2 separate regions of the Triticum aestivum genome follow, and region 2 is linked to region 1. Evidence: chromatin contacts called from public HiCAR-type data. All regions are on one chromosome and are shown on one strand. Each heading gives the region's core, a stretch centred on a gene start, on an enhancer-like site or on the middle of the called end of the contact. The rest is flanking DNA. Distances are from core to core; before and after follow the strand shown. Region 1 holds the start of LOC123113929 (transcription elongation factor TFIIS). Region 2 holds the start of LOC123113932 (40S ribosomal protein S26).

Region 1 (5,222 bases), core at 2,198-4,697:
CACTCTACTGTTTGCCTCCTCCTGGAAACAGCAAAAGATGGGGGCCTGGAGATCTGATTCTGTGCTTGTGCTCAGCATGATCTGCTTTTGTACCTTCCAAGTCACAACCAGCTTGTGTTCTGGGAACTGTTGGAGGCCACGGCAGGAGGCTCGCCGCCGCCGCCGTCGACGAACTTCGCCAGCGAACGGTACTGCAGCTTCACGCTCTCCGCGTTGTCCAGGGTCTTCACCACGTACCTGCTCAACACCGGTAAGTGTCGCGTTTGGTTTCGAAAGATGATTGGGTGAACGAATTAAAGGTACTACCATCCATTCAAGCACTGAGCCGTCACCACCGCGACGCGCCCCACGAACCGCTCCGGGGTCCTCTTGTTTCCCTGACGGAAGTTTGTTCTGGTCATCATCGCGAAAAGGGAAAGACTGGAGAAGAACAAAAGCGTATATGCTTGGCAGAGTAAAGAGGGATAGAGATACCTACCTTGATTATCACCCGGTCGAAGACAGCGAAAGGATACTGGACACCTTTGCCTCTTGAAACCTCAGCTGGACCCGGGTCATCGTTGCCACATTTGTCCTCATTTTACAGAGAGAACAGATTTAAGAACATCGTGTAACATGTTCAACTGTCCATGTTCGGGCATTCAGTAACATAGACCCGGAAAAAAGTGTATACCTGTTCCAGGCGGTCTCTTTTTCTTTTCAACGTTTTTGCCGACTCTTCCTCTCGTCTAAATGCCTGGACTGCAAGGCCAAGAGCTGAAAACATGGCGGGCAAAAAGGGAACATTAGAGATCTTTGTGAAAACAGGACAGGAAGGAAGCAAAGAAACCCAGTACATATGACGTGCACCGATTTCTATGAGATAGCTGAAAGTAAACCTCAGAAATCGTGGCGAAATAGCCTGCAGTTTTAAGTCCATACCCAGGTTTGGTCGAATGGAGTTCTCGGTGATTGGCTGACCACATTTACCACAAGCTTTCTGCATAGCAGGACGAAAACAATTCTCTGTTACTTTCGCATGCACTTGAAGCTTCACAAAAATCCCTCTTTTAGTAGTGTTGCTGGCCACCTTCCAGGATTGTCTCAAATTAATGTTCTACCTAGAAAATCAAAGCTTGCCTAATGTGGTTACTCATGCTGACACAGCGAATGGATAACTATGAAATACCTCTAGTTTCAGTTTGGACAACACAATCCATGAATGGGGAAAAATGCAGTTGGAGAACTTTACTTATGATAACTAAGAAATACCTCTAGTTTTATTCTATCTAGTGCACATCTGTATGTCTTTTCACCGAAAAATAGTTGGGGAATGGGGAGGCTCCGACAGTAGAGTGCACTCCAATTATTCTAGAACAGTAAGACATGTGTAACGCTTTACCTTGAAAGCAAAGTTTGCCTGATGTGGTTACCCAAGCTGAGAGCAAATGGATAACCACGAAATACTTCTAGTTTCAGTTTGGACAACACAATACATAAACGGAAAAGATGCAGTTGGAGACTTTCATTCTATTGAATGCACATCCGCATATGTTTTCACCAAAAAATTGTTGGTGGATGAGGAGGCCCTGACAGTAGAGTGCAGTCCTATTATTTCAAGAACAGTAAGAAATGTGTAAAAGGAAAACACTGTGCTTCAAAAGCACATCAAGTTACTATGATTAGTATTTCAAAAAGAAGGAGCTATGATTAAAGGCAATCCTAACACAAAAATGAAGAGATGTAGCAACAAGCAGGAGGATACAGGATATCTAACTGCAAACTACACTGTAACAAAATAAGGAAAAAGTTTGAACAACTATTACTGTATTACACGGTAAGGGCTATTGGACAAACCATTCTGTAGATATGCTGCATCCCACTACTTCCATAAGAATGGCCACATGAAAGAATCATTGCGTCGTCCATGAGAATACCTCTACAAATTCAGACACAGGAATATAAATGGATGAGATACTGGATTTTCCCCCCAGATATCATGTTCATTATTGCCGCTACCGGACATGATATTTGGGTACGACGAATTCAGTGACATTTTGCATTTACATGAATTAGTGGGGAAGTGCCAAAAGCCTACAAAGCGGGTAAAGCCGTAAAGGAATGCTTGAAAGCATATACACTATCAATATTGGAAGCTTATATACAGTCAACAAAGGAGGTGAAATAGCTAAGTAAATACTTACCAAAACAAGAGTGCGGCTAATCTGCACCCGGGCTCATCTGCACCCACGCTTAGAAAACAATTCAAAAAAAATACTAGAAAAATTCAAAAAATTCCAAATTTTTTTGTGGTGGTAGATAATTTGACGCGTGAGGTGCGCCCCAAAAATCAGCTCATTTGAGCATCTGAGTAGCTCTCGGCAAAAAAGACAAAATCAGGGTCTGTAAAAATGTTTACTGTTCACGCACTGTTTTGACCCGATTTGTCTTTTTTGCCGAGAGCTGCTCAGATGTCCAAATGAGTTGAATTTTGGGGCGCACCTCACGCGTCAAATTATCTACCACCACAAAAAAAATTGGAATTTTTTGAATTTTTCTAGTATTTTTTTTGAATTTTTTGCTGAGAGAGAGCAGATGAGCCCGGTACCGTTTTGAGTTTTCCCCAAAACAAAAACTAAATTCTCAAGCGAATAACAGGCATTTGCATAAGCTACTCACGTCAACGGGTCCGAAAGGTGCGCTCTGAGCAGGTCCCAGTAGCTAGATGCAGGGCCTCCCTCTCTTCTCCCAATAACCCCATATCCATCCTCCACCCTCATCTCCCTGGGAACAGAACCAGGTTCTTCGTCCCCTCTAGACGAAGCGCGGTCATGCTGCTCGGTTCCACAGCTGTACAGCTGCCATTGCTGCCCTTCCTGGATTTGACTCCCTCCATTCTCCCCATTCACCACAGGCCGCCCGATTCTTGCTGCGTGAACCAGCAAGCAACAGCGTCAGTGATCACCTTCATTCAGATAAATCAGATGATACAGATGAAAAAAATTCCTAAATGGAGATATTTTGCTGCTCGGAGGGAGATCATATTCATATGAACCCAACTTAGCTTCAGATTTTCTCACAAATTCAGCTCACCTCGTACTACCAGAAGCTGCATAAGTACTGCTAGTAATTTACAGGAGCAAACCCTTGGGTTGGGTTGACTCACCTGGAGAGGCGGCGCGTCGCTGCTGCGAGCTGCGGGCCGCCAGCTCGGCGTCCTGATCCTCCCCATCCTCCTCCTCCTCGTCATCGTCGTCGTCATCTTCGTCGAACGAGGCGCCGCCGTCGGAGTCGCCGCCGGGAGGATGTTGATGCCGGAGGAACGGGCCCGCGCCGCCGGGGAAGGGCGAGAGCGGCCCCCTCGATGAGGAGGAGAGCGCGCGGTTGGCAGACCCCGGGCCCGGAGGAGACGCCATGGCGGCCGCGGAGCGCTCCCGCGGCGGGGCGGGGGGGTGGGGGTGGGGAGAAGGTTTGCTGACCGGGGCTGCAGTGCGCTGGTGCTGGTAGAGTGGTAGCATCACCTGTGCTAGTTTTCAAATGCTGAAATAATTTCACACAGAATTTGTGAAAGACACTAGTAATTTGAAATAACTTGATGAAGGACATCTTAGTATTGTAGTATAAGGTTCTAAAATGCTTCAAAAAATTGAGAGCTTTTAACTAAATTATCGTTTACATTTGTCTGTCAAATTTTCATTTAGTATTACATCAGGATTCAGGAGATCTTTTATACTCCCTCCGTCCCGAAATACTTGTTGGAGAGATGGATAAAATTGGGTGTATCTATAACTAAAATACGTCTAGATACATCCATTCCTCCGACAAGTATTTCCGGACGGAGGGAGTATTTGTTAGTCCACTGGGATTGACAATTCATGGCCATTTATTCATTTATCCAACAAATATCAACTACTGCAAAATTTACATAGTGTGAGTAACTTTCTGTTCAGGGAAGAAATTGTGAGTAACTTGGTCACCCTAGAAATTGGTAGATTTTTTTGTCAACTTCGAAAATCCCAACAATGTAATCATTAAAATGTTAGCTCAAGAGTCAGTGATCAGCAACCATCTCTAAGATCCATTGATCATCCCCATCAAGTCTGTCAGGATCACAGGATTGGCAAAGGGCTAAAAATTGCAGTGAAAACAAGAGGGGATTGGATTGAGCTCAATGGCAGCATACAAAAGTTTATGGCAGAGCAGCCGCCAGCTATACATCACATAGCTTGCACAAGTATGCATTGCACCCTTTTTTCTTCCGTATCATCAAAACACAAAACAAGCAAAAGCTAACCCTAGGCTAGACAAGATCCCTCCTCTTGTATCATCATCACCGTCCCCCACCACTGTATCATCATTAACCTAGGCTAACACCTTTACAGCACCAAGGAAAAACGTCTCAGGGGCATGGCCCGCGGACGCGGATCATGCCTTCCCATTGCTGCCCCCCTTCTTCGAGGCGAACAGATGGCGGACGACCGAGAGCTTGCTTGTCGCACGGGAAACGATGGAGGAGACCGAGGAGCTCTTGCTGCTCAGCGACGACGTTGTGTCTTCCGACTCCGTCGCGTCCTCGTCTGCCTCCGAAGGGGGCGGCGGAGGGATCGTCGTGAGGAAGGCATCCAGCATGCGGATGATCTGGCTGAAGCTGGGCCGCATAGCAGGGTCCTCGACCCAGCATGACTGCACGATGGACGCGAGCTCCTGGGGGGTGTCCTCAGGAAAAGCTGGGCGTACTTGCTGCCATGGTAAACAAGAGAAAATATGGGTAAGATTAGTGGATTCCAATAGAAACCAATGTCAAAAACAGTCGTCAGAAAAGAAGTTTATGCTCAAACATTCTTTGAAAATAGACTATGACCAGCTCATTTGTTGGTGCTAACATATGTTTCTTAAAAAATAAGTAACAGTGTAAAAAATACAGAATTAATGTGTGGCCTTCTTCGCACAAATGCGTGGCCATTTTGTCTCGCAATTTTGCTATCATTCATTCTTCAGGTAGCCAAGCAATTTTTTGAGCTAAGACTTCAAAACATAGACAGTATTGTTACTTTAGCAGTAAACAGTTTTGTCCAGTAAAGAGACATTACCAATGGCCTGCCAGTACGGACAAGATTTGCAAGGTGAAACAGGAGAGTTGTAACTCATTTAGAGTCGCAGGATTTTATAATTGCTAGACAACATTCTAGAAAGTGGTATCATTCCGTCACAAAATGATAGTCTCATAATCATATACTTACTTT
Region 2 (5,784 bases), core at 1,789-4,288, 260 kb after region 1:
CACTTTGTAGAGAAATAATTAGCCACAACTTCAGTTGGTGGCGCGCCATTTCCAAGCAACGCCAACATTATTTTTTTAATGATGCTGTCATTGAACAATTTGGTACATCGTCACTGTACGCTAGTGCTGGTGTTGGAGTTTTTTCACACGCCATTATGTGTTATCTGTTTTTTCGTCTTTGGGTTCTACTTTGCTATGGCATGGCCTGTTAGGCACACGCCAACACCGTTCCATCTCCTATCACTACTCCCCTCTAAGTAAAGAAATCTAGTTAGCAATTCTATCATTTTTCACTCTCTCTTGACCAGTGCCGCCGCCGCCACCTCTGGACCTGCTTGTCGCTCCGTTGGACCTCGCTGCTCGTCACTGGTGGCGAGGGTCACCTCCCGAGTAGCAGGTGAGACCCCCTCCCCTCGCACCTCCCTCGTCCGCGGACGCCATGGATTTGTGTAGAATATTAGTAGGGTATAATTATATATAGTAGTATAGAATCTGATTATACTTTGTAGAATTCGATTTAGTATTGTACAATCCGATTTTATACTTGGTGTAGAACTTTTTTTCGTGTTGAGTATGTTTTAGTGTAGAATTGGATGATAGTTTTTGTGTTGATTCTATATTTTAGTATACACTTCGGTTATACTTAGTAGAGTTTGATTTAGTAGTGTAGAAACTGGTTTTATTAGTGTAGAATTTTTTAGTGTCGAATCATCGATTGATATGCTTAATGTACAATCCAATTTAAATGGTGTAGAATCCAAGGAATGTTTTTTCTGTAGAATCCGGTGATACTCTTTTGTAATGAATGATTTTGTGTAGAATCGCGAGGTGACCCTCGCCATTACATGATGTCAACAGTGTGATTCAAGGTGCGTCAACAACCTTGCAACTGGCGATCAGCTCGACATCTATTTCCAACAGTGTTTTATTTCTTCAGCGGTAACAAACCCTCTTCTCTAACATGATATGCGTGTTCTTTTTTTGCTATTAATGTATTATGTGTGCTTTTGTGTTGTGTTATACAGATTGTCCCATGCAATGTGAGATTGGACTTCAGTGAGCTCAACGAAGACATCCTGATCTTCGAGGCTCTTGGGGGCCCATACACTATGGAGCTCGAGAAAGGACCAAGAACGACCCAAATGGGAGGAGATGGATGGGATCATTTCCTTGCCCATAATTGTCTTACTAGGGGTGAATTGATCAACTTTTCCTTAAGAGGAAGACGACCCAAGGTTTCTGTTATCTATCTCAACACGAATGATGATGATGATGATGAGGACGATGTAGTCTTTGCCCAAAGAATGAGGCTCAACGAGGATGAGACTGGCAACCGCTTCGACAGAATCCCACCACGTGATAAATATGTTGGGGTGTCATTCGTGACCCGTCTGACAAGGACCAATGTTGCCGACAGCCATCTCATGGCATGATATTAAAGGTCTTCATCTTAGCGTAGAGTTTGTTGGTGTCCTTAGCTATGTACTACGCCTTACAGCAAGGGCGACATCTCACTATCAGGAACATCCGACACCACAACTTGAGGATGATGATTGTCATCAACATCATTTAAATCTGTGTGCGTGGCTGACTCATCAATGCTACCTGTACTAGGTCTCTTAAGTAAACTCCTTACTAAATATTAGTTCACTTGTAGTGCATGTTGACCATGACTGAATAATAGCTAGCTAGTGTTTTTGAGATTGTGTCGTTAAGTGACTGGTCACTCGCTGAACTTATTGTTGTTTCATGTGTGTTGCTGCAAGCCTGCAACGTGAGATGCAAAATCGTATATTGGGTGGCAAAATATATTTTTTGCCTGCAGAACATGTCGGTGGCGTGCATATAAAAAGATACGTCGGTAGGTTAAATTATAGTGGTGGCGTTGTAAATGTGGCACGCCATCAACACCAACAATACCGCTGACGTTGCCATCCAATGGCACCACTATTTTAACACTGGCACCATATTGGTAGCGTCGGATGCCAACGGCAGCAAGGCTTTTTTGCAACCTCATAGTTAGGCTTTTCTGCACTAGTGAGTTCCCCCGACATTCCAGGAAGTTTCCTAAAAGCGTCTCTGGATACCCAAACAGGCCCACAACGCAACCTATCATCAGTTTGGTATGCCCTTCTGCCCTATTTGCGATGAATGCACAAATGATTAAGAACCATGCCTACTTTCCTCCCCTCCACTTGAATGATCAACGTCGGCATCATCTTCTCTCTCCTCCTCAAGTGGATGAAATCTTCAAATAGGAACTCAAAATGGAAAAAGGCCAGCTATGGCCTTTTTGTCAAACACACCGCGTGTGTCGCCACATACATTGTGTGGCGTCGACTGTTAGTGACGTCGAGTATGTGATGGCTAGAGGGAGGCACCGAGGTTCCGAAAGTCGATTGGTAGCCTTGCAAGGGCTGCCGGTCGCGACACGGGGAGGCTGAAATGGCGTGAAGGAAACCGAAAGACCGCACACTGTCCAACGATGTCCACAAGCATGGCCCTAGTGGTGGGAAGTGGTCGCGACAACAACTTGAGAGGGTTCTTTGGCGGGGGCGAGCAAAAGGGAAGAGCGGGAATGAACCCGCATAGACGGTGTGGTCGGAGGGACGCCGAGGATGGGCACTGGCAATTTGGTTGGGAGGTTTCATCCCGCCAAAAATCATGTATTGTGAATGGTTGTATCCGGAAGCAAAATCTCTGTTTTTTCGGCAGGAAGGGACTGTTTTTCGGAAGCTCCTAATTTTTATTTGTTTTAAAGTTTTTTAGGGCGAAATTTAGATTTTTTTTTTTGAGACAAGGGTGAAATTTAGATGGTCGGCCAGTCTGACTTCAACAAAGACACTCTAGAAGCGCAGTTTTTGCTTTTTTTTTTTGACATGGAAGCGTATAGTTTTTTTTTTGAGGGTTATGGAAGCGTATAGTTAGAAAAACAAAAGAGCATGGGCCAGTCATAACCGGCCACACGAATAACATTTAGATGCCGGCCCAACCTGGGCTCCAAAAGCGGGACGACATTCAGGCCCATGACCCCAGAGCCGCGCTTATCGGTCCACAAAGCCCAGCGTTCGCCCTACTTAAAGCTCGGACCATTCCCTCAATCCCTCCCAAGCAGCCGCCGCCGCAACCCTAGAGCTCCTCCATCCCCTCCTCTCCCGGGCGCCTCCACCCCCCGCCTAGCGGCGCGAAGCGACCATGGTAAGCCCCGCCGCTCCCCGATCCCCTCCGTCGGATCTCGCTCCCCGCCGGCCCCCATCTCACCCTTCTCCGCCGTGTTTTGCAGACGTTCAAGCGGAGGAACGGCGGGCGCAACAAGCACGGCCGCGGCCACGTCAAGTACATCCGCTGCTCCAACTGCGCCAAGTGCTGCCCCAAGGTACGGCCGCCATCATTTCTCTTCCGTTCCCCTCCTGGATGTGATGCTATTTCGTAATGGATAGATCAGGACCAGGTTGCCTTAGTGGTAGAAGAATCAGTGCACGCATGAGGATCTGTGCTAGTGTTATTTCCATGGTGCGATCTGTATATTGCTGCTCCAGCGGTTTGCGGGTGGTATTAGGTTCGAGGAGGTATCTGCCGTCTAGATGTGTTTTTATCTCACCGGAACAGCGATGTTTATACAACGTACTATTACTAGTTTTAGGCTCTTTTTAGTCTGAAAATTGTTCTCTAGTCAACAGTTGGCACTCGTCAAATTATGTTTCATGTTATAGATAATAGATGGTTGTTATCTAACAATCAGTTCTTATTTTGTGCAGGACAAGGCTATCAAGCGTTTCTTGGTGAGGAACATCGTGGAGCAGGCTGCTGTGAGAGATGTGCAGGAGGCTTGTGTACATGATGGTATAGTCTTTTGTTGCCTATTGCATTTGTAGTCGACAGTTATTATTGATCATTAGTAACTGTGTACTGAAAACGCCTCGTTCGATTCTCTTTTGTCCAGGATATGTTCTTCCCAAGCTGTATGCCAAGGTGCACCACTGCGTTTCCTGTGCCATCCATGCTCACATTGTCCGTGTCCGCTCCCGTGAGAACAGGAGGAACCGGGAGCCCCCGCAGCGTTTCAGGCGCAGGGTATGATTTTAACAACCAACCATCTGTTCTTCATTTTAACAAAGTTTTGAAGTTTTCTTGTATGCTGTTCCATATATTTTTAACTGTTAGATAGAAGTTTGTAGTTTATGATGAGTAGTGGATCCATGATTAGTTCTTCACTCTTCCAGTGTTGCTTTTGGCGTTGCATTCTCTGTGTATATGTCACAATGGATGCGTCAACGGAAGCATAAATAAACATGTCTTGGTGCATTGCAGGCTTATATGTGATGACTGTTCCCTAATTCAGTCACCACTTCCTCATTGCACACATGTGAAACAAAATTTTCAGTACTGTCCTAGCGTTGCTTTTGGCGTTGCATTCTCTGTGTATATGTCGCAATGGATGCGTCAACGGAAGCATAAACAAACATGTCTTGGTTGCATTGCAGACTTATCTGTGATGACTGATCTCTACTTCATTCATGACCTCCTCAATGCACTCATTTTGTTATACTTCCTACAGTTGGTACTCGGTTTCAGTGTTTATTTGTCTGTTTACAACATGTGATCTAAAATTCATCAGATTGTGGGACTTCTTGTCTGCCCCATTGGCTATAACGATTGAGATTGCCTATGGGATGAAGCAGTCCCTTACATCTGATAACCATCCTCTTCACTTTGTCTGCTAAAACCTCCTGTTTTTAGCTGATCATTAACGGATGGGACATTTATATACTCATCTCCTTCACTTTGTCTGCTAAGACGTTCTGTTTCTAGCCGATCATTAGCTGATGTGACATCTTATGACTATTGTTGTTTCTCGTCTGTTTTTCATCATTCTTCTTGATTGCCTCAGTTGTGTCTCTTACAATTTTCACTGACTTGTTTTGGCAACTTGATTGTAGGACGACGGCCCGAGGCCTGGACAGGGTGGCCCGCCCCGTGCCGGCGGCCCTGGTGCCCCTGGTGGTGCGCCTGCTGGCGCCGGTGCCGTTCCTGGTGCCCCTGGTGGTGCGCCTGCTGGCGCCGGTGCCGTTCCTGGTGCCCCTGCTCCCCGTGTCTAGTTTGGGAATGCTTTGTCCGTGATATGCGCCAGCCCTAGTTTTACTCGTATCTGGATATTGGACTATTCTACCTAGTTTTTGCTGTAATCGGTTGTACTGAAAGTTGGTTGGTCAAGCACAATTTGTGATCAGGTCTTTAATGTTTTGACAATTTCGCTGCTATCTATATCGGAGAGAACCTTTTGGTTTGTCTGGGGATTGCCCCTTGTGGTTTTGTGTTCATGCATCATATCATCTTGTAGTTCTTTCATGATGAGACTGTAGTCTGCGATCTATCTTCTCTTGTTAGTTCACAATGCTGAGTTAAAAATCACTCGTGAATTGGTATTTGATATAGCCTTGTAGAGATAACATATCGCAGATTCCAACAAAGAGCACAGCCTCTCTTTATAAGACTGGATGGCCGGTGCTGTGTCTTTTCCTTAACCAGAGCCACTACCACATTGTGCTCCGGTTACAGGAGAGGAGCCGGTTGAACAATGGCTAGGGGAGGAGAGAAATGTTTGATGTACGAATTACTTTGAATAACAAAGACGATCAAATGCTAGAGGCAAATCCAAGTGTCGCTAACTGTTGGATCTTCCCAGTACTTCGTTAGATTCTGCAACGTGCAATATCTAGAAGATTCTATGGTTGAGCTCAAATCATATGGACATTTTGCACGACTCCTCCATGCTAATACTCT

Evidence for each region. HiCAR-type assays count read pairs that join an accessible place to other places.
Region 2: a contact with region 1 is called in a HiCAR-type map of leaf, with 3 times the contacts expected there. The contact joins the promoter of LOC123113932 here to the promoter of LOC123113929 in region 1. A contact is called at or near these places in 4 of 5 Hi-C or Micro-C datasets (leaf and an unstated tissue) and 1 of 1 datasets of contacts at active chromatin or transcription factors (leaf).

The regions. Positions count from the first base shown.
Region 1 is chr5B:654,741,419-654,746,640 of IWGSC CS RefSeq v2.1, forward strand. It overlaps LOC123113929 (transcription elongation factor TFIIS), which reads right to left and starts at 3,448. Exons shown (of 7, transcript XM_044535260.1): 1 at 3,146-3,448; 2 at 2,659-2,908; 3 at 1,837-1,918; 4 at 922-979; 5 at 674-756. The coding sequence starts at 3,395. LOC123113930 (serine/threonine/tyrosine-protein kinase HT1) reads right to left here. Exons shown (of 6, transcript XM_044535261.1): 5 at 5,220-5,222; 6 at 4,115-4,719. The coding sequence ends at 4,405.
Region 2 is chr5B:655,001,141-655,006,924 of IWGSC CS RefSeq v2.1, forward strand. LOC123113932 (40S ribosomal protein S26) reads left to right here and starts at 3,039. Exons shown (of 6, transcript XM_044535263.1): 1 at 3,039-3,198; 2 at 3,284-3,376; 3 at 3,759-3,843; 4 at 3,944-4,074; 5 at 4,941-4,992; 6 at 5,035-5,287. The coding sequence starts at 3,196. The coding sequence ends at 5,099. LOC123118272 (small nucleolar RNA snoR99) reads left to right here and starts at 4,663; the gene lies at 4,663-4,765.